Regions from separate parts of the Mus musculus genome. Here regions 1, 2, 3 and 4 are each linked to region 5. Evidence: chromatin contacts called from public Hi-C and promoter capture Hi-C data. All regions are on one chromosome and are shown on one strand. The core of a region is the stretch at or near the end of the contact, and the rest is flanking DNA. Distances in the headings are between cores, read along the strand shown. Region 1 has its middle 20 kb from the start of Gm41507. Region 2 has its middle 90 kb from the start of Gm31754. Region 3 overlaps Gm31641 (predicted gene, 31641). Region 4 overlaps Gm31641 (predicted gene, 31641). Region 5 holds the start of Kcnj6 (potassium inwardly-rectifying channel, subfamily J, member 6).

Evidence for each region. Promoter capture Hi-C pulls out the DNA fragments that hold promoters and counts their contacts. A called contact is a pair of places that touch in the nucleus more often than the background predicts.
Region 1: a promoter capture Hi-C map of hippocampal neurons shows a contact between it and region 5, with 7 times the contacts expected there. The contact joins the enhancer-like site here to the promoter of Kcnj6 in region 5. A contact is called at or near these places in 1 of 39 promoter capture datasets (hippocampal neurons), 3 of 484 Hi-C or Micro-C datasets (cerebral cortex, forebrain and nephron progenitors), 4 of 115 datasets of contacts at active chromatin or transcription factors (embryonic forebrain, embryonic stem cells, forebrain and 1 more) and 1 of 9 other capture datasets (embryonic stem cells).
Region 2: a Hi-C map of cortical neurons shows a contact between it and region 5, with 3 times the contacts expected there. The contact joins the enhancer-like site here to the promoter of Kcnj6 in region 5. A contact is called at or near these places in 3 of 39 promoter capture datasets (the HPC-7 cell line and hippocampal neurons), 3 of 484 Hi-C or Micro-C datasets (cerebellum and cortical neurons), 4 of 115 datasets of contacts at active chromatin or transcription factors (embryonic forebrain, embryonic stem cells, forebrain and 1 more) and 1 of 9 other capture datasets (adipose tissue).
Region 3: a Hi-C map of cerebellum shows a contact between it and region 5, with 2.9 times the contacts expected there. The contact joins the enhancer-like site here to the promoter of Kcnj6 in region 5. A contact is called at or near these places in 2 of 39 promoter capture datasets (cranial neural crest and hippocampal neurons), 5 of 484 Hi-C or Micro-C datasets (the N1E-115 cell line, cerebellar granule neurons, cerebellum and 1 more) and 2 of 115 datasets of contacts at active chromatin or transcription factors (embryonic forebrain and neural progenitor cells).
Region 4: a Hi-C map of cerebellum shows a contact between it and region 5, with 2.2 times the contacts expected there. The contact joins the enhancer-like site here to the promoter of Kcnj6 in region 5. A contact is called at or near these places in 1 of 39 promoter capture datasets (hippocampal neurons), 6 of 484 Hi-C or Micro-C datasets (the N1E-115 cell line, cerebellar granule neurons, cerebellum and 3 more) and 4 of 115 datasets of contacts at active chromatin or transcription factors (astrocytes, embryonic forebrain, embryonic midbrain and 1 more).

What each region holds. Positions count from the first base shown.
Region 1 is chr16:94,742,083-94,747,240 of GRCm38.p6, reverse strand. It overlaps a transcript of Kcnj6 not described here. Among named protein-coding and RNA genes, the nearest start is that of Gm41507, 20 kb to the right of the region's middle. Within about 2 kb of position 3,315, at least 68 of the 459 cell types and tissues checked have an H3K27ac peak or open chromatin away from gene starts, as enhancers often do. A contact at or near this core is called in cerebral cortex, forebrain, hippocampal neurons and 1 more, where this site is marked.
Region 2 is chr16:95,148,471-95,153,844 of GRCm38.p6, reverse strand. No RefSeq gene overlaps it. Among named protein-coding and RNA genes, the nearest start is that of Gm31754, 90 kb to the left of the region's middle. Within about 2 kb of position 3,109, at least 22 of the 459 cell types and tissues checked have an H3K27ac peak or open chromatin away from gene starts, as enhancers often do. A contact at or near this core is called in cortical neurons and hippocampal neurons, where this site is marked.
Region 3 is chr16:95,201,021-95,205,789 of GRCm38.p6, reverse strand. The region is part of intron 3 of Gm31641 (predicted gene, 31641); the gene reads left to right. Among named protein-coding and RNA genes, the nearest start is that of Gm31754, 38 kb to the left of the region's middle. Within about 2 kb of position 3,114, at least 7 of the 459 cell types and tissues checked have an H3K27ac peak or open chromatin away from gene starts, as enhancers often do. A contact at or near this core is called in cerebellar granule neurons and cerebellum, where this site is marked.
Region 4 is chr16:95,183,884-95,189,075 of GRCm38.p6, reverse strand. Gm31641 (predicted gene, 31641) reads left to right here. Exons shown (of 5, transcript NR_153766.1): 4 at 467-593; 5 at 3,620-4,539. Among named protein-coding and RNA genes, the nearest start is that of Gm31754, 54 kb to the left of the region's middle. Within about 2 kb of position 3,630, at least 3 of the 459 cell types and tissues checked have an H3K27ac peak or open chromatin away from gene starts, as enhancers often do. A contact at or near this core is called in the N1E-115 cell line and cerebellum, where this site is marked.
Region 5 is chr16:94,994,883-95,000,245 of GRCm38.p6, reverse strand. Kcnj6 (potassium inwardly-rectifying channel, subfamily J, member 6) reads left to right here and starts at 2,550. Exons shown (of 4, transcript NM_010606.2): 1 at 2,550-3,059. Gm31407 (a long non-coding RNA gene) reads right to left here and starts at 2,018. Exons shown (of 2, transcript XR_385080.4): 1 at 1,522-2,018.

The sequences.
Region 1 (5,158 bases), core at 2,066-4,565, 250 kb after region 5:
TGCATGCAGGGACTTCGCCGAAACTGTGCTGGTACTGTACCGAACACACCATAAAAAAGAAGCTTAGGCCTTAAGAACATTCTACGGCCCTTCTGTATTTTAGCTGCAACACACGTTAACAGAATCACTTTCTTTTCTGCCCTGGTTTAGCTATTTGTCCAAAGCACAAAAGAATGGAAATCCTTCTCACTATTAGTTTTAAATAATGACAGTATCTTCCTCTCCCAGTAAGGGGCCAGATTTGTGCCGTGGCTGAGATTCTCCTTGACCTATTTTCTAGGACAGGAAAAAGAACCATATTCAGGAAAGCCCACTATCGGTACCAGTTTTTCAACATCCTCTGATCATGGCTCTAGGAAACACAGGGTAAGGCTGAGTCCGGTCTAGGGGACTTATTTACCTGTGGTGTGCCATGAAGGTCTCACCAAACTCTCACACAGACCTGTTAAGGAGGAAGCCCTGGAACGGGGTTTTAAAGTTGAGGTGTCGTAAGGCCCCCACCAGAATCCAATCCAGAGAACACCAAGAACAGGAGCTGTTAGCTGCTGCTCAGCAGTTAGGAATGCCCACTGTTCTTCTAGAGGACTCAAGTGTGGCTCCAGCATCCATGCCAGGCAACCCTGGCATCCAGTATCCATGCCAAGTAACCCCAGCTCCAGAGAACTAACACCCTCTTCTGATATTCTCAGACACCCAAAGTGGCATAAACTCACACAGACATGCACATATACACATAAAATAAATTAAATTTAAATTTTAAAATGTTTTAAACAAACACAAATCCCTCCCCCCACCATGGAAGCACAGATAGACTTAATCTTCAACTCCAAACCCAGCAATTTTTCCTAGGAACTGGAGATTTTAATAAAATGCTTGTGCCCTGCAGAGAAATAAGGTTTTCATGTTCAGGTTTGAGGCAGTCCCCAGGTTCAAGGCTGAGAACATGATGAAACTTATTTTTGTTCTAAACAATCCAAACAGCTTGCTAAAACAAGGCAGAACCCCATGCAAAGCTTTCTTGGAGGTTCCTGTGTGTTGGTTGCGATGGGTGCTTGCTGTCCAATGACCAAGGTCTTAAGCAAGGTCATCTGGGGACACTAAGAAATAGCAACATCTTCTATTGTCTGCAACTACCCTGTGGCCATCAACTCTTACTGAGTGAGCACGCAAGCCCCTATGAGCAAAAGCTAACTCCCACATCACTCATGAAGAAAGTCAGTCTAGTTTTAGGGATAAGGCTAGTTAATCCAGAAGGACAGCTAGAACCAATTGCCTGGAAATTAACAACAGCGAGGCAGGCTCTGTGTGGACAGTAAGCAGTAGTGTCGTGTGGCAGGGAGGGGTAGACCTTGATATTGTTGAGGTCTGGGTAGGCTTCAGAAGGAGAAAACCCAAGGAAAAGTCATGCCATAAAGAGGAGCCACCTTGAGACATAAAGATATGGCTGTAGTGGGCCAGGGGACAGTGCCTAGGCTAGTCTACAAAGGGCAGGTGGCTTCCCAGGAAATTTGGTAAAAATACATTGTGAAAACTGGTGCTAAACTGTAGAAGTTTCTGAGCTGAAGGTGGAGGAATGCAGACCGTAGTTTATTAAAGCCATCACGGTGTCAAAATAGCTCCTAACTCTTAAGGTTGAACAAAAGGACAGTCTCCACTGAACCGAAGCAAGATGTCCTTGACACAACCGTCAAGCACCCCAGAATAATTCAGTGAGCCTGGAAAAAAAAAAAAAGGAAAAAGTGGAGTTTCAGTGTCATGGAATAGTTGATTATAAGCCCAGCAAATTCATATGCTGAGAATGCTGGGACAGTCACCGTAGCTTTCTTTAAGCAAAACCAATGACCTTCTAGAGATGCCAAGAAAACACAGGGAAAAACATCTTCCCCAAAGTCTCCCATCAAGGCTTCAGATTTCTTCGCAGTAAAATAGCTGCCCCCTGCTTCTGAGGTCATTGCTGCCACCCTCCCCACAATGCTTTTTACAAGTGAAAGCCAGGCAGAGCTCCAGCCCTGGTTTGGCTCCCGACCCACCTTCCGATCCTTTTGTAACTCCCTGTACTCAATCCAAGTATGTCTGCGCACGGACAAGGCGAAAGCATGCCTGATGCGAAAGCACAAATTATGTATTGAGAAATCTCTACAATGCCAAATTTTTTTAGAATAAATAAATATATATATTTAAGAAATCGCTGTGTTAGGGAAACTGTTTACATATTGAGGCGTTCCTCTTTTTTTGACTGGAACAATAAAAGAATAATTTGATATGGTCTCGGTTTCTTTACATATATTCGCCCAAAGATGTCATCCTACTCTACGGGCAGGAGAGTGAATTCATCTCAAAGTGTGCTATGAGCTGCCATGGGGTCATTCAAAATGTGGGAGCTTGCACCCAGAATCCAAGGGCAGTTCCATAACTATACAGTCTCCCCCTCCACCCACCTACATTTTCCTCTCTGTTTTGTGATCTCTCTGCCTGCATCTCTTCAGCATCGTGCACTGCCCAAGGTTCCCTGCCTGATTCCCTCTCTCTTTCAAAGGTGGGTGATGAAATATTCCACAGACACTCACGCTTTTACAAATGCATTAAACTGTGAACAACTCACTCTGCCAGCCAGGAACTGTTACCTAGTGCAACCCCCACCCACCCACCCACCTTTGGCAGACAGCTGTTCATTCTACCAGTGTCTGACATTTTGACCAAACAGCACCTCCTGGCATGTGGCGGGCCTTGTGGGGAACATCTGTGAAATGAGTCTGCTGCTCACTCTGTGACCCAGGCATTTATCAGCATGTGGCCAAGGAAGGTAAGTGTTCCCACACTCACCACCCACATGGAGCTGCGCAAAAGGGATAGACATTACACCCAGAGGGACTCCAAAGAGCAGAGTCGAGGGACTCACAGGAAGCACTCCCTGTGGGCGATGCTGGGGTGAGTCTCCTCACTTCAGTCCTCTCCAGCCAGCACCAACAGCTCTCTGCAAGCTCACTGCCTAATGCACCAATCAGACTTGATGCTCCCTGACATAAACAAACGGCTTACGGGGCACGATTTATGTAAGCATCTGTTGTCAGATGTTTCTGTCGGTATTCCTGGGCTCTGTTGATTCTGGGCCTGTGCTGAAACAGAGGATGGTGGTGCAGGGAGTGATAGCGGCTTCTCAGCTCGCTGAACAGGAAGCAGAGAGAAGCTGGCTGTGGGGCGTTAGGAAACCAGCAGAGGATCAACCAACCTTTGAAATGCACCCTTGGGGACTGGCTTTCCCAGCCACGCTCCACCTCCCAAAGTCTCAGCCAACTCTCAAAACAGTACCACTAGGTGGGGACCAAGAGTCCAACTGGGAAGCCCTGCCACACACAACACATGATGATCTTTCCTCCCCATTATGGCTCTCCCTAAAAGCTGATTGGGTACATTCTCCTTCAACCGCAGCCCTGGTTTCTATTTTCTGTCAAAATGTTGAGCTAACCCTGTCTCCAGAAGAGACTCTGGAAGACCAGGCTCAAGAGAATCCCAAAGACATGAGAGACCTTGCTGAGGTAAACCGAGGACAAAGCAGGCTTGTTGGGTCCACTGGAAATGCATCTTAGGTCTTATTTCTTTCCCACTTAGCTAGTCTGAAAAAAACATCATTTTTCCACTTTGGGATCGGATGGCATCTCTCTCTCATGGGCTGTGGCTGTTATCATGGGACAAACACCACCACAACAAACAGACACTGCACCCGTTAGTGTGTTTGTGATAGGTGTGGGGCACCCTTTGTGCATACCCGGCCTAAGGCTAATCACCCAGCAACATCAGCAACATAGGTCTCACTTTCTCGCTAAGTGATTAGAGACTATTGAAGTAGCTAGTCAGTCCAGAATGGCATTGCAGATTACAGTGAGAATCACACAATTGTAACACTGAATTGAAAGTTAGACTGTTGGTTACATAGTAAACTTTTGGAGATGACCCAGTATATGCACACTTTGTATTTAAGAAGATATCAAAGCAAGCACAAACTCTCATTGCCAACATGGTGTGGGGCATTAGCCTTAAGCCAGGAAGAATCTGTAGAATATCAACCAAGGAGCCAAGGCCAGTACGGACACAATACTGGCTAATATTGGGTCTCGATGACCTTATTAACTGTCCTGTTCTGAGCTGGCCACCAGGTAGGTAGGTAGCTCAGGAACTCTGCATCAGTGGATGGAGATAAAGAGCAGGGGCCAGGCTTGAGCAGATCTGGAGACAACAGTAACTTTATAAGCAGGAATCCTTGACTGTCTGCTAGTTTCTACCTCAGCCCTAAACTCTTCCAGTCTACTCATGGGACTCCTCTGTAGCAGTACTCATGGGGGCAGTCACTGGCCACTGTCTTCTGGATTGTACTGTAGGTCAGTCCCCATCAGGAGTAGAATATCATGATAGGGCATGCAGCAGAGAGCTGGGACAGGCTGGAACTGTCCTCAAGTGCCAGGACCTGCATGTCCAAGGATTCTCCATTCATCACTAAACACAAAATTACATGTTTACAATTGATTGAATTGTGTTAAACACACACATTTGAAAAGCATTCAAATTATCTGTTCCTGATTGTCTCGCTATGTTTATAGTTTCCTGTATTTCTGGAGCTACTGATACCTGCCATGTTTGCGGGGTAGCATGTCCCGTCCCAGCTCCGTATTCACAGACAGCAAGTTGGGAGTTTGAAACCAGTCTTCCCGGGGAAAATTTACACCATAGAAATTGACACATTCTACGGATGAGGACTTAGGTTTCTCTGGAAATCCTGTTGTTAAAACATTTGCCAGAACAAATGAGAGGTGACTAAAGACAATGCAGGTGGGTCTCTGCAGTCGACTTGAGTTCAAGGGTTTCTTTCTTTGTCCACATTATCTACAGATGTCACAAGACTGTGTGGTGGACAGTGACGTGAATGGATGTGTAAGGTCATTGTAAGCCGAGCCTCATGACTGGTGTGAAGAACCCGGGACAGACGTCTCCCTGATCTGAGAGCTGAGTGTGTGAATGTTTCCGTCCATGTGATTGCTTGACAGTGTGACAGTTGGTCTTTGTCACCTAAAAGCCAAGACCCTGACACTCATGAAAGGTTCTCTCAGCATCTTGCCCCACTGTGAACCACAGGTTTCAGGAGAGAGTAATAATCAAGTCGTGG
Region 2 (5,374 bases), core at 1,860-4,359, 150 kb before region 5:
TCCTAGCCTCACTCCTTGGCTGTGTCTGCACATCTTCCCGATGTCTAAGCCTGTAAAACACCGAGAAGTTAGAGCTATGGGAAGCTATTTTACCAAGGGGTGGGCAGGCTCTCCAAAGGCCCATCCCTGACCTGGCCAAGCAGATGACACTTGGTCTTGGACTTCATCAGCTAAGGGAATATTTAGGAGACTCTTAGGAAGCTTCAGCAGCACGGGAAGGTCCCAGCGATGTAAGTACATGATGAGAACAAGGGGTTTCTGGGTTATTTCAGTTATTATTAACTGTACACATACATAGTCAGACACTGTGCACTGTATACTAGACACATTCTAAGAGAGGTTTTATTATTTCTTACCACCAACAATAACTGTGAGATTACAGAAGTGTTAAGTCTTCGCTGCAGCAAGAATTTTACTGTGTGTGTATTATGTGTGTATTTAAAAGCAAGACATATACTTTAAATCCCTACAGTAAAAAATAAATAAATAAAAAGAATAAAGCAGCTCAATTGACTTTGATTAGATTTTTTTAATGCTCCTGATAGTCCTAGGTGCCAGTTTATTAAGCAAATATCCCACTAAAAAACGGTAGCTTTTACTTTCTCCAATCAGCGATGAGTTCAAGGCAGTAAAGCAGGCGGTGAGACGAGTCTCTATGGAGATGTCGGTGACAGGTGGGTGGAACCTCTTTTTATCTCGGAGAGTAATTACTATCTTTAGTCACATAATCATTATTTTTCTCAAGCACGCATGACTCCTTTTAGACATCTTTTTTGACAAACTGTACTTTAAATGTGAATCATCATTAGAAAATTATTATTCATATTGTACTTAACATTTTAACAAATTTGACTCAACATTCTCATTTTAAAAATAAATAAACTCAGAGAGTCTGAGCTGCTCCTGAGGGAGTTTCCCCCGACGCCTGCATTTCTTACTGTGCACGACATAAATCCGGCTTTCTTTCCTTCCCCTCATAGGTGTGGCTGTGTGATTCCTCACACCTGTATTGTGTTTATACTTTCTATAGACACAGGGCAAGGTACTGCCTTCTAAGCTAACGTTAGCTCTTCCCACGCTTTCCCTGTTGCCTGCTGGGGACTGAGCCTCACGCCTGTCCTCTGTGTCACTGTGTGTCTTTCTCAATCTATTTCAGAGTGGTCACGCACCTCTGCCTGGCTTCCCAAGATCATTTTAAACTAATTCTTCTTCTCTAGACTATCTCCTCTTCTACATATCTCCATCTACAGTGGGGCCAGAATTTGGCCAAGGATAGGAAAACAGAACAAAACAAAACAAAACAAAACTAACTTCCCCAAACTTTGTTTCACACCAACAATGTTTCCACTCCTTTTTTTTTTTACAAAAATAAACAAATAAATAAATAAATAAATAATCTAGTCTGATGAATGACTTTCTGCAAAGGCAAATGTTTAGTTAATTAACTTTCATTTTGGCTCCCACAAGCTATGCAGTAAGCTCCCTGGAATGGCACAGTAGACTTCCATAGCCAGTCTCACCTTCTAAGGTTTCAGTCGCTCACCTTCACCTGTAAGCTTGTAGTACATGGAAAATTCCAGAACCAAACATTTACACTTTCAAATAACAGATTCTCTGAGTTATGGGATGCTGTCTCTTAGGGTTCTGCCTTCCAGCCTAGAATGCAACCCACGTCTGTCAGTCTACTCATGGTGCTGACGTGACCTGACTCAACTCCCAGGCACCTAATGACTGTCTTAGATTTCAGATCAACTTCCTGACAAGGCATGATTTGCACAGAGGTTTCTCTGATTTCATTGCTTGATAGCCCCACATCAGAAGGTATGCCAGGGACTAAGGACAGACAAAGAGGATCCCTAGTGTCAAGTATCAACTCCCACGGCACAGGTAATGAGTACGTGTGTGTATATGAGAGACAGGAGAGTCTACGTTCACTGGATTCTCATCTCAGGACTGGGTTGCAGACATCCTATCTTGTTCTTAATTGTGCTTTTATCATAGTCTTTGTACATGGGAGAAACATAGTATGCATTTGCACACACATGCACTCTCTCTCACACACAAGCACACACACACACATACATGTACACACACATTATATATGGTTCGGTGCCACCTGTGGTCTTGAGAACCCACAGGGCCTCTCAGATTGACTCACCTTGGGACAGAGGCGACTACAGCTGCCATGGTCATGTCTACAGTTGGACCTGGACATGTTGCCTTTAATATAATTCGAGACTTTCTCCAGTTAAGATCCATTTACCAGTACAGATGAGAAAGCAATCCTTAATCCCCACAGGGACCATGTTTCATTCATGCTTTGGGGTAGAAATAGGCAGTTCTATATTCCAAACCTCTGCCACATTGGCTTTATTTATAGCCAGCTTTACTAAGCTCAAAGTACTTATTCTGGACACTTTGGTTCACAGTTTGAGAAACATAGAAATAAAAGAGCATCGTACCAGAATTCATATAGGCTCTCATCCCGTAAAAGCTATCAAACTGGTACAAAAACTGTGCTTTCATTAGTTGCTCAATTGTCAAGTATGTGTGTATATGTATGTGTGTAGGTATGTGTGCGTGCATGTGTGTATATGTATACATATGCATGTGTGTTTACATGTGTATAGATACATATATATGTATGTGTGCATGTATTTAACTATGTATCTTATATGTAAATATGTATCTATGTGTATTATGTATGTAAATATATATCTATGCATTTGTGTGTATATATATATCTATTCATGTGTGATGTGTGTATACATGTATGAATGTATCTGTGTATGTATTTGTGCAGTAAGGAAGACCAAGTCATGGAATTAAAAGGCAAGCATTCATTTTGACCAGAGAGTCAAAAATCTGGCCCACTGTTAAACAGGTTTGGCCTTAGTTCCCCTAAGCTCAGAGAGGATCCTAATAGCACGAAGCAGACCCTCAGGTTCCTGCCCACTCTGAGAGCTTAGACTCAAGACAGGCAAGCATGTGACGAAAGCCATATAATAGTTTAGACAAACAAAACAAAAACAGCACAGTGAGGGTGTCCTCAGATGACTCACGCCGAGGCGTCTCATTGTGAGTCAGTATTTTCCTGTGACATAGGTTAACCGTCCTTTTTTCTCTCTGTCTTAATCATCTTTCTCATCCTTCATCAGTGAGCAAGAGAAACATAAACCTTCCTCATCTCTCTTCCAACGTGGCCTCAAATGGAATGCCAGAGCGATAGGGGTGGTGGCAGGTCTGTGAAATGCCTCTTGTTGCCTGGTGACGAGGTAAGAAGAGAGCCAGCTCAGGCTGGCTGCTCACTCCTGTCTCACAGTGCTCTCTTTCACTTCCTTTCTTTATACATTTCTTTTTCGCCTTTATAAACATCCTGAGGAGTTAAATGACAACATGAAGGGCCAGATCCTATGCCCCTAAGGAGTAAATATCCATATGTGCATATACATGTGTACTCCAAGGTTACATATGTACATATACATATGTATATGGACCTCCAAAGTTATATCAGCCCCCTAACCTTTTACTGTGTTCTAATCAGTGATAGATCATGGAACCCCATGACATTACTGAGCTGGAAGATGCTAGAAGCCCCCTTCCCTTGTGCCAGACAGGGTCTTATGTAGCACAGATGACCCTTAAACTCTCTGAAGCTGAGGCTGACCTTGAACTCCTGGCTCCAGGATGTGCATGTACATATATATGCACATATGCATATACATATATGCACAAATGTATGTATATATGTTCTCAGAGAAGACTTAATCCACAAGGAATAGAACAGAATGAAATACAAATAGAATAAAATCAAAAGGCCTTGCTAAAAGTAGAACACACACCCCAGTGCAGTCAAGAGTTAGCTGTGGCTTTGAAACAGATTCTGTGGAGCATGGCTCAGTTTCTGCATTCCTTTAAAAAGGCTGTGCAGGAAGCCAGGCATGGTGGTGCGTGCCTGTAGGGCTGTGTTGTGGGCACGGTGAGAAGCCCAGAGTCTTTTGCCACTTCATCTCTCTCTGGTTGCCATCTTTCCTCTATAAAATGCAAGTACAGTCTCAGCACCTGGGAATTGGAGCCAGGAGGACCAGGAGTTCAAGGTCAGCCTCAGCTTCAGAGTTCAAGACTAGCCTGTGCTACGTAAGACCCTGCCTGACACAGGGAAGGGGGCTTCTAGAGTCTTACGGCTCAGTAATTTCATGGGTTTCCATGATTGTGTGGACAGTAGATCTATCACTGGCTGGAACACAGGAAAAGGTTAGCTGGCGGTTATAACCTTGGTGGTCCTTCCCTGTTGCCTTCCTCAGAAATACCCATGATCCAGTCAAAGATGTCCTCAGAAGAAGGGCTGGCTGTGGGTAGTGTGAAAATCCTGGACTTTGTGCCACAGCCATTTCAGGCCTCTCTGACTGCCACCTTTCCTCCATAAAATTCAGGTACATGGCCTCTTGCTTTTTCTTCTGTAGAACCCAGTGAGGGACCCTGGTGTACGGGGCAACTCGGGTCTTCTTCTCTAAGACCCAACACGTAAAGAGTTTAGGAACCAACACTCCAAGGTCACAGCATCAAGAAGACTTTTCTCAGAGAATCTTTGGCATTTGTTGCATGAGTAAAATAACAACAACAATAACACCCCCAAAATAAAAACAAATACTGACATTTCAGGGCAAACTACTACAACTGTGTTTCAAGGGTCCAGACTATATCTGCTCACTGGGGGCAGTGGCTGCTAGACCACAGATGGAGAAGATCACTGTAGTTTTTGTTAAAGAATGAAAGCTAGCACCCCTTCCAGAATCAGGTGTCATGGGCTTGAAGTCAGAACTCTACATTTTTGTTCGTCTTTGGTTTGGCCTTGTGGTCTCCTATTAAATGCTGTTCTGGGAAATTAAGCCCATAGAGTGTGTTTGGGATAGAAAATAGCTAACTATGCTTACTGTTGGTTAGTTGGTCAGTTTACCATCTAGCTTTTGCTCACAGTAAGTGCCCTGGGAACACAACAGTTTATAATCTTACAATGAAATCGAAGCGCTCTCCAATGCATAATAATCAGTTTTGGGGATTTTCCATTGCTTAGTGAAAGACCAGAATTTTAAAGTATTAAGTTACTTGAAAATATGCTTCCTCCACTTGCCCACGCCAACAGGAGATAACTTGAAAGAACGGACAAACAGTGTCACTAGAGGGCAGACTCTGAGGAAGAGATAAAAAGAGGTGCTGGAAACCAAAGCGCTAACAGTAAAGGAAGACGTCCTCGCCATTAGCAGACAGGTCCCATCTGAAAAGAGAATCTCGAAGTTTGAAGGGGGCACAGAAAAACAGTCCAGACTGAGAAGCAGCTTAAGCAAAACAAGTAGATGCAACACTGCCATTCAAG
Region 3 (4,769 bases), core at 1,865-4,364, 200 kb before region 5:
GTCTTGACTGTGTCATGCATTGTGCTGTCGCTTTAATACCAGGGGTTGATGATACAATGTGGCATAGTCACCACTGTGATGTATAGTGAATGTATAGTGGTACAATAAGTGATATGTTGCTTGCATACATACTTGCTGATATGATATGCATCACACTGTCAATGTAACATATAATGCATCACTCAGTTCTGTAATGTGTTCATGATGTAATATAGAGGCTACTGATAATGTATACTGTGCACCACTGTGAGGTTTATGGTGGTTAGTATTGACTGTCAACTTGACAGCTAGGAGGCAAGCATCTAGGCATACCTGTGAGCGATTGATACCATAAAGAGTAGCCTCTGAGGATGTCTGTAAGAGACTGTCTGTATAATGTTAATTGATGTGAGGAGATCCACTTTGGTTGTGGGTGAAGCCGCTCCCCAAATAAATGGAGGTGATGAGCTGAGTGCTTGCCTGTATGCATTGACTTATTGTTCTCTGGTCTTGACTGGATGGAGTGGGCGCCCACTTCACTCAGGCTCCCGACTCTGAATTTTCTGTGTGAGGGACTGTACCCAAACTGTGAGTCAAATAAACCCTTTCTGCCTAAAGCTGCTCTTCTCTTTGGTTTTGATTTTTATCATAGCAACAGGAAAAGAAACCAAGACATGATATGCATTTGGGGGTATGGTCTACAAGGTATTATTAATGTCATGTATAATATTTGTTGATACGATGTGTAATTATCATTATAGCATATCGTGTGTGCTGACATAATGGTTCACGTGTTAGTGTGATTTTATGAATATAATATGTAAGATGTTAACAGTATGTGTGGTGTGTCTTGCTATAACATGTGTGGCTGTGTGTTGAAGCCACATGGGGTATGTGACTGATACAACATACAAAGTGAATTCGATGCCATAAGAATGGAGTGGCAGCAAGGACAGCCTTGACCAAAGCCTTGCTCAAACAACCTGTCTTGGCACAATGCTTCATTTTCTCAAGGTTGCGTGCAGACAAAATACAAGTCCAAAGTCTCCGGGAAGACCCGGACTTTCCATAGTCAAAGGGAAAGTCCACAGGAACCAACCAGGAGTCAACCCGCTGCACACACACACATACACACACACACACACATTCACAAACACTTAAACCACTTAAGCACACACATGCACACACGCTCACAAACACCACCACACCTTCAAGGAACAATAACTTATAATATGCTTTAACTCTGTAATTTCCTGAGTAGAATTACATTTAGGGTGGAGGATGGGCACCTCCACCTTTACTGAGCAGTGGGTAAAGCCATGCGCCTCCAAACTTGATGACCTGAATTTGAAAGGGAGAACAGATCCCGGAAGTCCTCTGACTTCCAGGCATCTACTATGTGTCCACAACACACACACACACACACACACACACACACACACACACACACACACTGGAAAAATTTAAAAATATTTTAAATGATTTAAGACTTATGAAAACTTTAAAGTCTCTTTCAAAAGACCAGGCATTCTGAGTCTAAAGCCAAATCCCGAAGTTACCTCATCCCATCTATCAAAAGACTTAGGGTTTTAGCTGGTATTGGGGGTGGGGGGAGATGAAAGATAGAGCTGAATAGATGAGATATCAATAGATATACAGGCTAGGTTGATAATTATAGATGATAGGTAAATAGCTAGATGGCAGGTAAGTGGTAGATGGATAATAGCTGTATACATGAAGAGGTTTCATAGGCATGGATGACAGTAGGTAGACAAGAGACAGCTCAAATAGAGAGTGGATAGGTACATAAATAGACAGTAGATGGTGACAGACTCACTGTTTCTGTGTGTGCACCGTGCTGTGCTTTCTTTTCATTGGGGATTCCCACCTCAACAGAGGGCATTTCTGGCTGTAAGGATATCCTATGCAGCGACATCTCTGATCCTACCAACGAGGACATAGAAACAGTGACAACCAAAAATGTCCCAGATCTTCTAAGAGACCCTGTCAAATGCATAACCACTCACAACTGAGAACCCCACTTTCCACTCTAATGGAGATCACAGTTGCAGACCTCAGAAGGCCATGGTTTAGGACCTGGTCCTGAGCACTAGCCTGCAACCTCAGCCAGGGTCACCCCTCTTGAGCTCCTTGTCTTCATCTGTAGGATGGATATGGCTGCTGTACCTGGACACTAAGTCTTTGCATGGCAAATATCTGCTACTGATGCTAACACCCCTTTCTCTCCAGAGCCCAGAGACACTGGGTGGTGGGAGTGAAGGAGCTGTCTATAAGCAACAACAAGAAGGAATGAGAGGTGCTGATGTCTACTTTGAATACTAGCCAGAGACTCCATCCTTAGGGCTCACCACATGCGGGCATTCATAGGTAATGGCATCTTCTTGACACAGGATGCAATTATGAAAATGGCATGTTTCAGGAGCAAGACAGCAGTTAGTGGGGTGTAAGATAGATGCCCCGCAGTGCTTGGCAAACTGCGCTTATCCTGTGCCAGATCCTTCTGTTGTGTTTCACACATAGCAGCCAAGGTCTCCAGACTTGTCCAGATCAACCCACTGTCTTGAGCCTGAGGTCTGTTGTTACTTCCCCAACATACCTTGCCCCCATGCTGTTGCCTGGCAACAGATTCAAGCAGTCAAGCATCACTGATGCCAGCACAGCAGGTGGGGTGCACAGGGATCTCACCTGTCATTTTCACTTCGAAGTTGGAACATGTCAGAATGTGGGTTCACTTTCAGGATGGGTTTCTCTCTGGACCCTTGTGTTTTTGTAAGGGCACATGGCTTGATGAACCCCCAGGAGATGAGAAAAATATTGATTAGCCAGGGAGGTCATCTCATCTGGAAGAGGAGAAAACATACTACCTGGTGGCCACCTTGCCTTCAGGAGGGTACAGGGACAGAGCAGAACAGATTGTCTGGTCTACAAGGAGCACTTACCTTCAGACATAACCTTGTATCACTCTCCTGAGAGAAACAGCCAATAACTTAGAGGCTTACAGCTATGGATGTTTCAAACAAAACCAAAGTTCCCCAAGGCAAGCCCAGAGGTTGAACTTTTCCTCGAATATCCCATTCCTGGGAGGAGTGAGGCACAAGGGGAAGTCAGTATAACCATCTGGTCTCCAGCTGACTTGGCAAGAAAAACATAGCAGCGATGTTGGCCTTTAATACGACTGATCACTGTTGGCTCGCACATGAAAATGAATTAGAAGGAGAGCCAAACTTTATAATTGTTGGTAAATCTGTAGATGATCAGTGCTGAAACGTCTATTACTCCTTTCTTTCCATTTATCACCATTTGTTGTATTCTGCACCCCTGGATTTGGGAAGGATGACCAGATGGAAATCAGACTACAGTCATTAAGTAGGTAAGAAACAGATGGTGTGGAAGGAGAAAAACAGAAGGCTTCAGGGTGGGGCAGAAGCTCTGACCAGAGCACCAACCTTCCCTTCCCAGCTCCAAGGCCCAGTCAGAGTCAATCTGGATGATTCCAGAACTGATGGAGGTCAACTGTGCCCCTCTGTCACCATCAAGGACAAGGCACATGCCACCTTTGTTGATTCGAGGGAGAAGGGTAAGATAGCACAGCACAGCAAAGAGAGACACAGGCTTCTGGTAATGGTGCCCCAATGTGATGGTTTTGTATATGCTTGGCTCGTGGAGTGGCACTATTAGGAGGTGTGGCTCTGTTGGAGTAGGTGTATCACTGTGGATGTGGGCTTTACGATCCTCATCCTAGCTTCCCAGAAGCCAGTATTCCACTAGCAGCCTTCAGATGAAGATGTAGAACTCTCAGCTCCTTCTGCACCATGCCTGCCTGGATGCTGCCATGCTCCTACCTTGATGATAATGGACTGAACTTCTGAACATGTAATCCAGCCCCAATTAAATGTTGTCCTTTATAAGAGTTGCTTTGGTCATGGTGTCTGTTCACAGCAGTAAAACCCTAACTAAGACACCCAATGAAAGTGCTTGCCATCAAATCTTGGGCTCTAAGGACAGGGAGGTCTAGGATTCTCCCTACTCATCTATCATTTTGGTTTCATTGCCTGTTGTGTATATAAAGGGAATCGGAGTCCAGCATAGGCAGGGGCTTCCCATATATGTAACAGTTGTATGGCTTCCTGAGGGTGACGGCTTGGGGTGGAGCAGAGCACTTTGTCTAAAAAGAATTGTTACTTTGCAGTAAGCAAGTCACTTGAGAATAAATTCAGACATTCTCAAATAATCAAATTTAAATTTATGTTTCTGTTGTCATCATCTAACCACAAGAACTCATAGGAAGCAGGACCCAGGCCCAGACCTCTCTATGTCATGATGGTTGGTACCTCCCTCAGAGATTGTGAGTTTTCTTATTGATCTCCCATCAGCAACAGGTTGGTAAGACCATATTTGGGCTTTGTTTCTGAAATGAAAAACCAAAGCCCATCTCCCCCTGCTCTACCTGCTTCTTGTCTTCACCTCCCAGGGACTGGATGCTGGGCCCTCCTGAACAGGGCAGCTCACGTGATGGCCTGGAACACCTGCTATATTGTTGTTCTTTATGTCACTGTCATTGCAATGAGAGGGAGACAGAATGCCCTTAAGTTGTCAAGAATCAAGGGATGTGAGGACTGGAGAGGTAGTCCAGTGGTTAGAGCATGTACTACTTCGTCTTAGAGAGGACTAGAGGACTAGTGTTTTGTTTTCAATACCCACACTGGGTGGTTCACAGCCACCCTGTTATTTGAGCTTTCTTCTGTCCTCTGCCAGCACCCCATGTATAC
Region 4 (5,192 bases), core at 2,381-4,880, 190 kb before region 5:
TGCATAGAATTTGCTATCACTAGAAAGGAGCCTGATTGAATAATTTGAGGTTGGACATCAAAAGTACCACCCATGGTCTCTCCCTTGTCAGCATGACCGAAGCCACCACTCTGCCTCCCTGTGAAGTCACGGGAAGCATCCACCGACCTCAGTGGAAAGGACACCATGCTCTGCCACCTGGCAAAAGTGCAAAGGAGCTCCAAGTGCTTTTATGTCTGTCCTTTTGTAAGCTGATGCTTCAAATACATTTTGTTGTTGTTGTTTACAAGCGGCATTATTCTGTTGTTTACTCTATGGGAAGCTGCTCACACAGGAAGCCATATTCATTTCTAAACTTAACTGATGGACATTGTGGTTTGACCCCTTGCATGCAGAAACACTGATGCTAGAAGCCGCCCATCAATAGGAGACAGGCAGTATCTGAGTTCATCCTGGGATTGGTTTTTAATTGCATTCTTTATCTTAGGCGCTCCTGGCTACCTCTGGAATGATTGATCTTGTCCCCAGTCACCTGCCACACTTCCAGACACCGCTTGGCATCACCGAGAATGAGCTAAGATGCTCAGAAGAATGTCATTTTGCTCTGGGCAAAGGTTGGTTTATTGTCTATGCAGGTAAGATGCATGTGCAGTGGAGATGACAGGGAAAGAAAGGCTCAGGGCACAGATTTTGGCAGGCAGAGACCAGGTACTAAGGAGTTCACTCAAAGTCAGTCACTTTTCCCAGTGACTCCCATCTCTACACTACGTGTGTGCCACAACTGACCCCTTTCTGTCTGGATCCTTCCCAGAAATAAAACACTGCCAAATGCTTCCCTATCATTGGCTATTTTTATTGTTCCTCCCCTGTCAAAAGGACTAAAAACAATAAAACCAAGAACTCACACCTGTCACTCCTGGTAACTCTTCTGCCCCACCCCCAATCAGCTACTCACACCTGCCACTCCTGGTCACTCTCCTGCCCTACATCCAATCAGCTACTTACACCTGCCACTCCTGGTAAGTCCCCTGCCCCACACAGAACAGTCCAGAATGCATATTACAGGGGGTTTTTAAGACAAAAAACACTGAAAAACTACTGTTAGGAGCCATCTAGGATAGGCTAAGGATAGCAGGTCACCTCCAGGAAGGTGACCCACTGCTTCTGCATGGTCCTCGATGGGTGAGCTCTATGAGGCAAGCTCCCAAAGAGATTTGGTCTTAGGATTGCTTCTTGAAGCTGATATGCCTTTCCTGTCCTTATAAATTTAATATTATATAATCCCTGGGTACTATCCCACCCTATTGGGCATATTTGTGCAGATCAGCAAAGATGTATTGTCTTGTAGACAATATAGACAATAATTTGTCTATATAGACAAATAGATGGTTTAATTTGTAATGATGATACTGTAAGAATTCCTAAAAATGTACTAGTATTTATTAAGCCCTTTATAATAGGACTTTTATTAAAGCCCTTTCTGATATGAAATCTGCAGTGAGAACTCTGCCAGTCTCCACGTGTCATGAGTTAATTGCTTCTGAGGTAGAAAGCAGGCAGCTACAACTTAGGGATACATTCCTTAGAGCTGTAAACAATTACAATTAGCCAAAGGTCATAAAAGGGAACTAACAATTTATTGTAGGTGAAAAGGCAGAAGATAAAATATTGACTGGGTTTACCTATACAAAACTGCAATGTCAACATAGTCATAAAAGTTATGGTTTTAGACTCTCTAGGAACCTGTGTAGCTAGTGATAGATAATGAATGTCTAGCTAGATAACTAGTCTTAATGGGAACACAGGCAAACATCTCTGTTGTAAACTTCTTATTCTATTTATGATTAGAATTTGTGTTTAAAATTTAGCAAACTTCTGGGTTTTTTTTTTATAATTTATTTTATTTATATGAGTACACTGTAGCTGTCTTCATGCACACCAGAAGAGGGCATAGATCCCATTACAGATGGTTGTGAGCCACCATGTGGTTGCTGGGATTTGAACTCAAGACCTCTGGAAGAGCAGTCAGTGCTCTTAACCACTGAGCCATCTCTCCAGCCCTGGGTTGTTTTTTTTTTTTTATGAGATATTTTCTTTATTTACATTTCAAATGTTATCCCCTTTCCTACTTTCCCCTCTGAAAATCTCCTATCCCTTCCCTCCTCCCCCTGCTCCCCAACCCACCCACTCCCATTCCCAGTCCTGGCATTCCCCTATACTAGGGCATAGAACCTTCACAGGATCTAGGGCCTCTCTTCCCATTGATGACTGACTAGGCTATGCTCAGCTACATATACAGCTAGATCCATATGTCCCACCATGTGTTTTCTTTGATTGGTGGTTTAGTTCCAAGGAGCTCTGAGGGTACTGGTTAGTTCATATGGATGTTCCTCCTATGGGGCTTCAGACCCCTTCAGCTCATTGGGTCCTTTCTCTAGCTCCTTCACAGGGGACCTTGTGCTCTGTCCAATGGATGATTGTGAGCATCAACTTCTGTATTTGCCAGGCACTGGCAAAGGCCCTCAGGAGACAGCTATATCAGGCTCCTGTCATCAGGTTCTTGTTGGCATCTGCCATAGTATCTGCATTTGGTGGTTGTTTATGGGATGGATCCCCAAGTGGGGCAGTCTCTGGATATTAGAAATAGAATGTTAATATTTTTAATTTATTTTTTAAAGATTCATTTTATTTTTACTTGTGTATATGTGTGTCTGTTTGCCATATGTGCAGATGCCCTCAGGGACTGTTAGAAGGAGTTACAGAGACAAAGTTCAGAGCAGAGAATGAAGGAACCAACTCCACAAAGTTGTCCTCTGACCACATATGCATACATGCACACACACACATGCACACACACACACACACACACACACACACATGAGTACCAAATACACATGCACACACACATGGGCACACACACATGCACACATGTGGACACACACACACATGCACATGCACACATGCACGCACACACACATACAAACACATATGCACATGTACACATACACACACAAGCACACATGCACACACACATGCAGGCACACACATGCACACACAGCAATACACATGTATCCCTCTCTATCACACACACATGTACACACAGACACAGACACACACACACAGACACACACCACACTGATAACCTAAAAACGGAAAAGAAAACACCATAATGAAACCAATTACTTTCAATATTAACTTAGAAAGTTATTTTTTTTTAAAGTGGTAACTATGTGAATGAAATAAAGAATATAGAAACTACCGGACATAATCATTCATTCTGTGGTATATAAGAATATCACCCTGTAAACATGAAAATTTGTTTAGCATTTAAAAATAAAAACTTAAACCAAAAATTTAAATTATACTTTGAAATCCCCAAAAAGAAATATCACGGGCAAAATCAAGTCATCGTGGTTTAAAGAAGACCCGGGCTTCTAAGGCCGTTGCAGCCGCAAGCACAGAGGGGAACACAACTTGTGCTTCGCTCTGACCTATTGCCTGGCAGCCTCTCTTGTTGATGTTGGCATCCCATGCTTTATTTGCTAGCAAATTAATTTGGGCAGTGATCCCTATCACGAATCTCTGAATGGCTCACAGAGGCTGGTTTTATTACAAGAGGCCTTTTCTCTGCCGCCTGCAGCATCCTTGGTGAGGAGAAAGAGCTGGCAGAGGTGCTGCCCAGCCTGCACAAGGCCAACGGCCTACAACAAGCATCATAGGTGAGTTCCAGCCCCAGAGCTCTCCTCTTGTCCTCAGCCTTTAAAATGATGCCTTGGCTTATTCTGGCAATTGTCAGTGCAGCCAAGAACAGCGACAGAGAGGTGTCCTCTTTCCTGAGGGTCTCTGTTTTCTTGTGCACTGCCTCTGTGGCCTCTGATTCCAATTTCCTCAGAGAGTGCCCTTGGCTCTCTGACACTTCTTTCCTCAGTGGGACAGCTCATTGCCTTCCAATCTCATGCTTGTCAAGCCATGCATCCGTATCCCCAGGGCTTTGAATAAACCACCTATCCCGGGAAACTAGGCGAACTTCACAGCTAAGGATATTAGGAGATCGCTAAAGAAACACTTGCCTTCCATAAACTGTCAGGCACCTAGATATGTGACACCTTAGCAGCCGGGACATTTGGGTGCAAACAGGCAACAAGGAAATGGATTGTGGGTAAGGCTATAGATTCATATTGTTTGGGCAATTTATGTTTTCAGGTTGTACTGGCTGGCTTTGTGTGTCAACTTGACACAAATTGGAGTTATCACAGAGAAAGGAGCCTCCCTTCAGGAAGCGCCTCTGTGAGATCCAGATTTAAGGCATTTTCTCAGTTAGTAATCAAGGGTGGGAGGGCTCATTGTGAGTGGTGCCATCCCTGGGCTGGTTGTCTTGGGTTCTATAAGAAAGCAAGCTGAGCAAGCCAGGGGAAGCAAGCCAGTAAGCAGTACCCCTCCATGGCCTCTGCATCAGCTCCTGCCTCCAAGTTTCTACCCTGTGTGAGTTTCTGTCCTGACCTCCTTTGGTGATGAACAGCAATGTGGAATTGTAAGCTGAATAAACCCTTTCTTCCACAACTTGCTTCTTGGTCATGATGTTTTGTGCATGAATAGAAATTCTGACTAAGACACAGGTAGATTTAGACAAGTATCTATTCATCATCTATTTATCCCAAAATGAGAGAAACATCTTACCCATGTCTAGCATGGCAAATATGTAATTTTATTGTGGTTAGTTACTACAGGAGCATGGGTGGCCCAAAGGAAGTTATGTCATCAAAAGCATAGATGATGACTCTCAAAAGCTGTATCTCTCAGGAGCTCCCTGTCCAACTTCCAGGCGGCTCCAGTATGAATCTTCTCTCTTCAGCAACTGTTTATATATATATATATATACATATATATATCCTTTGGAAGGGGGTCCTGTGAATCTGGAACTTGATGAGCTTTTAGATCATCTTAAGTTTCAGGAACTTCCTGGATGTTGTGTATTTCCTGGGTCTTAGGAATCTTTTTCCTCCCTAGGAAGGAAGGTTCCCATTCTTAGGAAACAGCTACACAACAGTAGCTAAGGCCACCCTTCCCTTGTACATTTCCATGCAGCCATTTTACTAGAAGTTGGGGTAAAGCAGGTTGTGGGCCACTACAAGTGTTAGCTACCACCCTGTGGGCTTGTTTGTGAGTGGTATACCACTTCAGTGATTTCTACTTGAAAATTAAAATAAGGAATT
Region 5 (5,363 bases), core at 1,301-3,800:
TGAGCCCTTAACTCCAGTCCCTAGGATAAATAAATCAAAATGCTTTAATCACCACAAACCGAAATTTACAGCTCATCTATCACCCCTGACTATTAGGAGTTAAGTTTGGACGTCGATTTTACTTGTAGGGGAGTTGTCAGGAGCAGAAGAACTGTGTTTCCATGGGAACCCAAGGTTTTAAGTTGGTAACAAGCCCTGACCAAGCAGCCAGAAAACCCCTGCACACCAGTTCAGGGCAAGGCTGGTCTGCATATGCACCAGGAAGACAGCCTGAGCTGTAAATTGACCCAGTCCGTGGTGAGGAAAAGGATAGGCCAAAACAAATGGTGCCCCGCAGAGATCATTCATTCCGTCGATTTTACTGGCTAATAGGCCTCTATTAAGAATTGATATATGGAGGGATCAGGCTCACCTGTATAATTAATTAATCCTAAAAGCCAGGGCCAATGTCAGCTTCGGAGCACAGCTCTACCTCTAGGAGGAAATCCTCCTGGCTCCTTGCCTGGCCTGCATTTGACACTGTAGGACAGGCATGAGACATTGCAGACATGCAAGTGCAATGTGCTTCAGGAGTTTGAGAGGTGGGTCCCTGAGGGCTCTGAGGGGCAGCATCCTGCAGCCCCTGAGCACAACTGATACACTCAGGCAGATCTCATTGTCCGAGCTCCAGGGAATAGATGAATTCAGATGGCCTCACAGAACCCCATGCCAATTAAATGTGACCTGTCCCATTCAAAGCACAGTTGTGTACTATTCTTGAAGCTCAGAGGACCACACACAACCCTAGCTGCAGTTTCATGCTGGGGGTTCTGGGGGGTTAATGGAGATAGAACATATCTCCACTGTCTAATTTCAAGTGCCCTGTGAGAAAGACACTTTGGAAATTCTGATGGAAATATATACTAGCCATGCCCACTTTGCAGATTAAATAAAGCACTCTTTACACAGTAGTGCTGAGAACTGATCTAATGTTCCAGGGCTAACACCCCTAGGCCCCTAGGGCATTGTTCTGCCAGGGCCTTGCTTTGTCTTCATTTCTGACACAATTGCTAAGCCCAGCAGACTTATGTAGCATAAGATCACATGTTGTGCATAGTAATGCCTCTGAATGCCACACAAAAGCTGAGGCACGAGCAACTGAGATCACAGTCCCTCGGGGAAAATCATCAACAAATACAAACTCGTAGCCTGTGTGGGTAAGGAGGGCCCAGCTGTTGATGCAAACTGAGGTAAACACCTTTCTGTAGCAAAGTTGGCTCAGAAAGCAGACAGTCTTCCTGAGAGACATTAAAAGATACAAATAGGGGCTGAGATGACTTAGAGCTTAAGGGCCTGCATTGCTCTTACAGAGGACCCAGATTCTACTCCAGCACCCACACTACCCAGCTTATAATTCCCTGTAACTCATGCTTTGGGTAATATGATGCTTTCTTCTATACTCTGTGGGTACACACACACACACACACACACACACACACACACACACAACACACGCATGCATGAACATGCATGCACACCTACTTTTAGAGCGCGAGTTTAGAATAAAATATCATTCACTGCTAAGAGCAGATCTCGATGAATCCCTTCATCAGAAAGGGTCACCTTCTTGAGCTGTGAAGTAAACAGAATACCCCGTGGTTAATAGGGCCATTATAGAATTATCAGCCAGTGGTGTCAATTACTTTTACAGACCCTTGCGAAACTATTTCTCCTTGGGTTAAAAATGCATAAACAGGTCTGTACTTGGGTGGAAGCTAGATGCGAGAAGGCTTTGGAAATGAGCTACTGCTTGCAAAATGACCGTAAAAGAAAGTCAGGTTGTACTGTGGGATGCCCCCTGAAAGAACCATGCAAAAGCAGGTTAAATCCAAACTAGGTGGCTGTCCGAGGGGTGTGTGTGTTTACAGGCAGTTGAGATTATACTCAGAAAGCTCAGAAAGCTTAACCAAAGTAGGGGTGGGGGCAGCAGCTGGCACTACGTCCCTGGAGTGGTGGATAGGATAGAGAAAGCACAGCACAGACTTGCTCTTAGATCTGTGTGAGCAAAGTCTTGGGCTGCAGGCCCCCCCCCTCACCCCCACCCTCAGGCCCCTCTTGCTGGCTAAGGCCTCTCTGGGCTGTGCTGGCCACGTGTGATCTATTTCAGCCCAATGGATGGCAGTGAAGAAACCCCACTTTTCAATTTTCGTCAAAGCTAAAAGAGAAGCTATAACAAGTAGGCATAAACTGATCCTCAAGTTTAGGACTTAAGTGACATGAGGGAATGGAAGGTTCCTGTGCATCTAAGACCCAAAGACTCCTCACGCCCAGCACTAGAAACCCCTATTTCTCGGTGGCGCTCCCCTGTTTTAGCGCCTGAGTCCACTGCAGGTTAAAAAGAACAAGAGGCTGGGCGAAGGGTGGGCAGCTAGGGTCCGGCTCCATCTCTTCCGCCTCGCCGCGAAGCTGATCACTGTGTCGCCTCGGTTCTCCAGCGCGCGGCGCTGCGCCCGCTTTTATCCAGAGACGCGTCGCTTCGTGCGCTGACAGCGCGGCTCAGCCCGTGGGGCTGGAACCGAGTAGCATTCGTTGAATCTGCGGCTTTCATGACGTCTCCCTGCAAGGTCTATCACTTTGCTCCTAAACGAGGATTTATTCCCTCTGCCACTCAAGGCTGTCCCCCAGTTTCCTCGCAACCGGGCTTCCTCCTCAGTCCCTGCCCACACGCGCACTCCTCTGCCCCGCGGTGGCCCCAGCGCCCAGCCCTCCAGCCAGAGGGAGCCAGTCACCAGACGGCAGCACCTGGCTGGAGAGGTTGGGCGGGCCGAGGGTGGGGATCCGCGGGAACCGGCGAGTCGGAGCTGGAGCAGGAGCTGGACCCAACCGCTAGCAGCAGAATGGAGTCTCCTGAAAGCCTGCCGGGGCTGATGTGAAATTGGACCATCTGCTTCCAGTTGGTCTGTTTCCTCCTTTTCTTGTATTTTCTTCCCTCGCCATTCACCGTGGAGTGAATTATTGAATCTTGCTCCGTTCCGAGAGAGGCGATCAGGATGGAGTGAACCTACCCTGTCCACTACAAGGTAAGCAGTGCGTTTGAGTTGCTGAAAGCGAGGAGCTGGCATGGATCCCAGACAGATGTTCCGTGTCCTAGGATCCTCGAGCCTTCGGGTCCTGGCTGCCAGGTCCCCAGCCCCACTGTGGCTGCTTGCATTCCCTACTCAGCGGAGACATGATGCTGAAGTCCACCAGAGGCAGGAAAAGCTGCCTTTGGTTACATAACCAAAAGGAAATGTGTCTCATAGGGTTTTCATTAGCTGCTTAAAAACTCGCCTGGGTGGGTGGCGGGAGGAGGGGTCTGCCTGCCCTGGGCGCTAGAGAATGGGTCAGTTACTGTGGACCTTGCTCCAGCACCTCTAGTGAAGATCAAACATACAGATGATCCCGCAGGCAGGGGCGGCTGGTGGGGTAGGCAGGGAGAGTTAGGAAAAGCCCATTGTCTTGGTGGAAAGCGGTAGCCTTGTTCTGTTTGGGCATAAAGAGGAGAGGATGCGAAGGAGGAAAAGTGAGCAGAAGGGCGAAATGAACCTGAGACAGGGGAGGACTTCTCATAGTCTTCATCAGTAAACCCGAGATGTGCCGTGCTGATGAAAGACAAGGACTAAGTAAACTAACTGAAAGCAGGGAACACCAGGGTCACACGAAGTGTTTATGGCATTTAGGGGCTAGATGAATCTGCTAACTTAGCTTCTCTCTGGATATGTGTTCATTTGTATCAAGACGTTAAGCTTGGGTTAGTTTTTTAACTGAAATGGTATTCTTATTCCCCACGCCTAATAAGCCCTGGGTGGATCCACAGGTATATATACAGGGTTCAATATGGAGAGAATATTAGAGGGGGAACAGATCTACATAGAAAAGGTCACAGAAACAACCTGAGCTTATTGAAAAGGAAATAACAGAATTTTCCAAACAACCCCTTCTTCACCTCTACTTCCCCCAAAAGGAGAGGACTGAGAGGGGGGAACCCTCCAGTGTCTGGGAGTTTGCAATTCATTATAGCTTCAGTGTGCTCCCAACTGCTTTCTCCAAAGTCTCCGGGTCCTGGGGAGCTCTCAGGTACCGTGTGCTATGCACTTCCGTTCAAGCACTAATGCCCTGGCTAGCTTTCTTTTGGTAAAAAATAAATAAATAAATAAAAATGGAGAAGGACAATGTCCGAGAAAGTGGGCTTGCTACAATCAGGGCTGAGCTAACTAAGCTTCGCCCATTTTGCCTGGAGAAGGAAGGCGCTGAGTCTCCATGGCGACCCAGGTGGGAGGAGACATAGCAGCTCCAGCGACAGGAAAAACCGTTGGACAAAACTTTCTTGGCTCCAGGCAAAAAAATGCCCACCGTGTGCCCTAAGGGTATCCTAGGGTATCAGCTGGGTCCAGCTCCCTAAGAGTGATCCACGAGAGGGCACTTATATCCTGTCAGGCTCTCCTCCAACATGGCAAAGTTTCCGTAGATGCCATTCTGAGCAGGTTCTGGTTTCAGCACCAAGGCCAGAGCAAGGTGCAGCGAGTTCATGTCCCTGATAGGATGGCTGCCCCTAGCAAACTCTAGATCTTGTGGTCTTGGGAAGGCAATCTCTATCTATCAAATTCCCTGTTCGTGCTGAATTCGGGTGTCAGATTATCCATGGAATTATGTGGCACACAGGAGTTAGCAAATCAACCATTTCATGCATGATGGTGCATCAGAGTAACTGCTCAAAATAAACACTGAAACCGCAAAAGATCAAAGCTGACCTGAGAACATAGAAAATATCCCTCCTCGAGGAAAGGAAACACGCACGCACAAGCGCGTGTGTGACACACACACACACACACACACACACACACACACACACACACACACGTGTGCTCGAGTGAGATCAGATCCCGAGGAAAACAGTTGAATTTGAACCAAGTATCTGACTCACAGAAAACGTTCACAGGCTCCTGCCTCTCTCACACCCTTCTGTAACTTTCTTTTGGACATAGATTTTGGGAAAGTGCCATGATAGCATCCTGACCAGTAAGAGACCAGCCAACCAACTCCTGCCTAGGGTCCCAAGATCCAAGAGAGTAGAGAAACAGTTTGCCCTTCATCCAGACTTGGCTGGGTCCTCAGCACCATGAGGAGCAAGAGTTAGGGAGGCAGAAGCCGGCTGTGAGCTCCTCTAGTCAGCTTATGAGCACGGTAACTGGCTTCCACGATTGCAGACACAGTGAGGGGGGAGGAATCCTTCCCAGTAATATAAACAAAGGAGAACCTGTGCTGGGGGAGTCTTAGCATTCAAGTTCATCTGGACATTGATTCAGGTGAGTACCAGGATCCACTCCACCTTACCTTGCTAGACA